Linked DNA regions of Rattus norvegicus: region 1 is linked to region 2. The links are chromatin contacts, called in public Hi-C maps. All regions are on one chromosome and are shown on one strand. Each heading gives the region's core, a stretch centred on a gene start, on an enhancer-like site or on the middle of the called end of the contact. The rest is flanking DNA. Distances are from core to core; before and after follow the strand shown. Region 1 holds the start of LOC134483775. Region 2 holds the start of Psma1 (proteasome 20S subunit alpha 1).

What was found. A called contact is a pair of places that touch in the nucleus more often than the background predicts.
Region 1: a contact with region 2 is called in a Hi-C map of Schwann cells, with 3 times the contacts expected there. The contact joins the promoter of LOC134483775 here to the promoter of Psma1 in region 2. A contact is called at or near these places in 4 of 12 Hi-C or Micro-C datasets (Schwann cells, kidney and liver) and 1 of 1 datasets of contacts at active chromatin or transcription factors (oligodendrocytes).

The regions. Positions count from the first base shown.
Region 1 is chr1:178,040,015-178,042,744 of GRCr8, forward strand. LOC134483775 reads right to left here and starts at 1,474. Exons shown (of 2, transcript XM_063279456.1): 1 at 829-1,474. The coding sequence starts at 1,335. Pde3b (phosphodiesterase 3B) reads left to right here and starts at 1,193. Exons shown (of 16, transcript NM_017229.2): 1 at 1,193-2,420. The coding sequence starts at 1,491.
Region 2 is chr1:177,886,288-177,889,211 of GRCr8, forward strand. It overlaps Psma1 (proteasome 20S subunit alpha 1), which reads right to left and starts at 1,570. Exons shown (of 10, transcript NM_017278.1): 1 at 1,480-1,570; 2 at 1-26. The coding sequence starts at 1,482. It overlaps LOC134485165 (a long non-coding RNA gene), which reads left to right. Exons shown (of 2, transcript XR_010063136.1): 2 at 1,000-1,577.

The DNA.
Region 1 (2,730 bases), core at 224-2,723, 150 kb after region 2:
AATTATAACTATATATAAAAATGGTCTGCTTTAGGTCATGGCTGTGGGCTGAGCTTAATTGGTGAAAAATAGGCCTGTTTGTGGGATTTACCACACAGTAAGGTTTCTCATCTCCCTGGAAAAATGTGGAATTAGCTTTTTAAGAAAAGCAGGTCTGTCATGAGGTTGAAGGGGAGTTTTGGTGGAGGGAAACAGTTTACACCTTCTAAGGCAGTTATTACGTTGGATTCCAGGGCAATCCCCTTCGTTTAGCAAAATTCTTTTCTTCAACTTTTAAGTCTGTCTTTGGTAATATCACTTCTACTGTTGTCTTCTCCAGTGTCACCAGTTTCACAGGTCTTTCCCAGAAAATATATAATTGGCTTCTTTCAAGGCCAACACCATTCAAGTTGATGAGTGGTATTAAGACTATGGGACTCCCTTCCCTCCTCTCCCCCCAGAATACTGTTGCACAGAAAAATTCTCTCACTTGGAAAGAACTTTTGGGACAGCAAGTCTATGCTGTGGTGGAGTGACAGGGGTGTGAAGCAGCGCATGTCTGGCAAGGATGCCAAACACAGTGCTGGATATTAGTTCTTAGTCTCACTGAAAAGGAATTCAGGGAGACATGCTTGCTATCAGAGTGCACTCTCCAGGGCCCATCCCCTCTTGAAACCCTGAAGGGATTCAAGGCCTGCTGCTGGGCCCCAAATCTACCTTGGCTTGGAAGCCAGATGTGATTGATAGTGTTGAGTTTCTTCATTTTAGTCTGGCCTCAGTGTTGACTGAGCCTCCCCCTTCACATCTCCATTCACACAGTCTGAGGGCACACCATGAGCCCACTCTCACCTCACTAGGCACTGCCCTTGGGGTCCAGAGCTCATCGCTCTGTGGCAGTCCCAGGGGGGGGGGGGTACGTGATCCAACTTCAGCAGTCGAGCTCTCCGTGGCCACAGGGCGCTCCCCCAGGTGTCCGAGTCTGGGAGCCAGACGCGATGGCTGTCTCACTGGAGGGACCAAACGGGCCGCGGGCACGCGCTCACCCGCGGGGTCCCGGATGCGCATCCTGACGCGGGCGGCTGCCGCCCGAGAGGCGTCAAGCCGAGTCACAGGAGCGCGCGGGGCCGCCGGCGGGGCGCGCGCCCGGCAGGGGCAGCCGCGGGGGAGGAGCGCCCGATCGCGCGCCCAACGGACCAGGCTGCGGCCGTGAGGTAACTGTTGCAGCGCGCGGGAGCTGGGAGGCGACGCAGCCGTCTCCCGTCCCGAGCCGTGCCTGAGGGGAAAGGGAAAAGGCGTCCGCGGCAGCCGGCCCTGGGACACCGAGAATCCCCTCTCGCCGCTCTCCACTGCGGGCATGAGGCGGACGCCGCCGCCCCTCAGCCCGCGCGCCGGGGATCCGGGGCGGCGGCGGCGGCAGGCGCAGCCGTGACCGCTCTGCGAAGCTCGGGGCGCCCGGAACGGGGAGGGCGCGGGGTCGGCGAGCGCCAGCGGCCTCCCGGCAGCCCGGGGCTATGAGGAAGGACGAGCGCGAGCGGGACACGCCAGCCATGAGGTCCCCGCCGCCGCCGCCGCCGCCGGCCACGGCCACGGCCGCCTCGCCCCCCGAGAGCCTGCGCAACGGCTACGTGAAGAGCTGCGTGAGCCCGCTGCGGCAGGACCCTCCGCGCAGCTTCTTCTTCCACCTCTGCCGCTTCTGCAACGTGGAGCCGCCGGCGGCCTCGCTCCGCGCCGGGGCACGCCTCTCGCTCGCCGCTCTGGCCGCCTTTGTCCTGGCCGCGCTGCTGGGCGCGGGGCCCGAGCGCTGGGCGGCCGCGGCGACCGGGCTTCGGACGCTGCTGAGCGCTTGCTCGCTCAGCCTCAGCCCGCTCTTCAGCATCGCCTGTGCCTTCTTCTTCCTCACCTGCTTCCTGACGCGCGCGCAGCGCGGCCCGGACCGCGGCGCCGGCTCCTGGTGGCTGCTGGCGCTGCCTGCCTGCTGCTACCTGGGCGACTTCGCGGCGTGGCAGTGGTGGTCGTGGCTGCGCGGGGAGCCGGCGGCGGCGGCGGCCGGCCGGCTCTGCCTGGTGCTGAGCTGCGTGGGGCTGCTGACGCTCGCGCCTCGCGTGAGGCTGCGGCACGGAGTCCTGGTGCTGCTCTTCGCCGGCCTGGTGTGGTGGGTGTCCTTCTCCGGCCTCGGGGCTCTGCCGCCCGCGCTCAGGCCTCTGCTGTCGTGCCTGGTCGGGGGCGCGGGATGCCTGCTAGCCCTGGGCTTGGACCACTTCTTTCACGTCCGGGGAGCCTCACCTCCCCCGCGCTCGGCGAGTACCGCGGATGAAAAAGTGCCTGTGATCAGACCCCGGAGGAGGTCCAGCTGCGTGTCGCTGGGAGAAAGCGCGGCCGGTTACTATGGCAGTGGCAAGATGTTCAGGAGACCGTCGTTGCCTTGTATTTCTCGAGAACAGGTAGGGTTCTTGGGCGGGCATGGGTCTGGTAAGGGGAGAGCGGGGTGGACGAGAGGAGCGCGGGGTGGACCGCTTGCGTTGTCTCCGGAGCAGGAGCGCAGCTGCTAAAGAACCTGGGCTCTCTCTGCAGAAAGCAAGGGGCAGGAACCTGTGTTCTGGCTGGAAAGGCTGCCCCAGGACAAGGGACTCTTCCAAAAAAGCAGAAACCAGTGGCCTTTTACCATGAGTGGAAAGGAAATCATTCACCCTCTGACTCGGCTTATGCAGAGTTTTCAAGAATGAGGTGACCGACTTGAGGTTGACTGCTCCC
Region 2 (2,924 bases), core at 320-2,819:
ACATCGTTGTCATACTGGTTGCGAAACTGAAAGTGGAAGAAAGATTAATATGAGAACATTACAATTTTCAAATTTTAACAATAAGACATGTGTTTCAATTGTTGAAGCCTCTCTGCTAGTGCAGCTTTCCTGAGACACTATTAGAGTGCTCAGTTTGCAATGCAATTCTACCTTAATCATGTACAGGCTGTCGGGATGAATGGACTAGGGTCTTCCTACCTTCATATTCTGCCATTCTCCATAGCACTTCCCTCGGGCAGTCAAGTGCTAAAGAATGCACACTTTGCTCATACTACTCTCTTACACAGGGCTCTAATAATTTGGCAAAGGGCTTTTCTTTAAGTCGACTTAAATGTCTATCTCTTGAAGGTTTCTTCTTTTTTCCGAAAATTCTCAGCACAATTTTCCAGCAGAGCTAAAGTCTCATGCAGCCCAGTTTGGCCTTCATTTGCTATATACCTGGGAGAATGATCCTGAAGTCCTGCTTCAGCCTCCCAAGTGCTCAGATCACAGGTGTCTGCCATCATGCTCAACTATATATATTTTTCCCCCTTCTCTCTCTTTCCGACTCGGATTCTACACTCTGGCTGTCCTGGAACTCACTGTGAGTTAGGCTAGCCTCAAACTCACGAATTCTACCTGTCTCTGCCTCCTGAGTGCTGGGATTAAACTCAAGCACCACAACACCCGGTCTTTTACATACCTTTTTATCTTTATAGTATGATTAAAGTTACGTTTGGCTTAGCTTTGAGCTTTCTTCCTGTACTTTACCACTGGATGAACAAACACACGAATTCTCAGTAAAAAGGTGGCCACAAATAGCTACCGTGGCAGAACCACTATAGCTATAATGTCATTACTAAAGCAAGTTTGTCGGCCCTTGGGAGTATAATATTCATGAGGGTAAAAAGACCAAGAGTTTGCATGGCAGACTCGACAGAAGCAGCCCAGGGCCCTACGTTGTAAACCTGATTCTATCACTTTCTCTTTCATCTCTAGGTAACAAAACAAAATGATTGTATGGAGCCTTTCCCTACGGCACTCTAATGAGACGGATAAAGCCAAATACACCCACAAGGAAGATGAACTTGGTCTGAAGACCTGACTGCAGGCTCTGGTCTGCACTGACGATGCCAGATGCACCCTTTCACCCCTATAGTCTCTCTCCTATGCAGATCACGAAGGACCATACAGCATCTTGGAATAGGCCACTTAAGTAAATTGGGAGGGAAGGACGACTGGCTGGCCGAGAAAGAAGCGCCTGGACCCCATGCAAAGTGGAGAAGCTGCGCGATAGGCCGCCTAGGTTACTGATCGCTTCCCGCCGGCCAGGCCGCAGATGCTGAATCACTGCAGGAGCATGTCCGTGAGGTAAGCTCCCTCTCCCACCGCCCCGCGCCTCAGGGAACAGAGGCCGATCCCCGACCAGGTCAGCTGACCTCAGCCCCAAACCCTCCGAGGACTCGGGGCTCAACACACCATAGCTCCGGCGAGGTTACAACCAGACACAGCAGCGGACACAGGAACACGGCCTCAACTACGGTTCGGTGATCGTCAAAGAAGGCTGCGGAGTCTTCACGGCGCCGACGCAGGAAGTGCAGTCTATCCCAGAGCCACGGATCAGCGTTTAACGCTTCCCCGCCCTCCAGCTCTGGGTGGGCGGGGCCTGCGAAAGCAGATAAAATGGGATTGGTGGGAAACCCGGGAATGCCTGTGCGCAGAGAGGGTTGGGGGCGTGGTTCCATGTCAAGCGCTGTGTTTCCGTGTTTCCCCCCTCCCCCCCCAGTGGATTGCAGATTCCCGCCAACTCTCGGTCCACTCCACTGAACATCGCCCCCAGCTAGGGATGGTGTGGCGGACCCGCATAGATTTCATCACAGTGCCCAGAGGTTTGGGAAGCAGCACGACTGAAAGAGGTTGCAGAAAAAGCCACAGAACCATTCATTCTCTCTCTCTCTCTCTCTCTCTCTCTCTCTCTCTCTCTCTCTCTCTCTCTCTCTCTCCCTCTCCCCCTGTCCCTCTTCCCACTCCCCAAACCCTCTCGTGTGTGTGTGTGTGTGTGTGTGTGTGTGTGTGTGTGTGTGTGTGTGTGTTCGTTCGTTTGTGGTCCTGGCCCCTGAATATCTTGAGTACTTGGCGAGCCCATCCTTAAAGGCTCCTTGGTGTCTCGTGGTCGTATTACTCATTTTGTGATCATTAGTTGCCATTGTAGGACCAGGTTTCTGTTCTGATATTTGATTTTCGCTGTCCACAACCAAATGCCATATATGATAGATTAGGCCACTAGGGGGAAGGTGCGAGTTTTCTTACGGATTTTTAAAGAGCATCTTTTGATTTATCCCCAAACGAAATCAAGACAGTTCTGTGCTCACTGATCTACCTAACATCTACAGACTGCCAGTTCTGTTGAAGAATAGAGTCAGGTCTTTAAGGATCTGAACTTCAAAGGAGGAGTAACACATCACTTAAATGTCTCTGTTCACAGTAATTAGTATCACATTCTAAATATCTTTATGTATGTGTATATATGTACATTTTTTGTTTTTACATATGTTTTTTGTGTGTTTGTGTCCCTGCATACACTTATGTGAAAGTCTGAAGACAATGTTGGTGATTATCTCCTTGCACTGTGTGGATTCTGGGATTGAACTTTAAATTGATAGATAGGGCTGTTTTGTTTGCCCAGCACCAGCACAGTGCCTAACACATATTAGGTAAATAATTTGTATTGCTGAATGAACAATGGATTTTGAATGAATGGGTAATTAAATGCTGATTTTAAAATAGTTGGGGAACCGACTGCAGAGTGCCATTTACAACCATCTGTAACTCTAGGGGATCTGGCTTCTTCTGGTTTCAGCGACACTTGTGCATACATGTTGTGCTTCTACATAGGTAAAACACTCATATACATAAAATAGTTT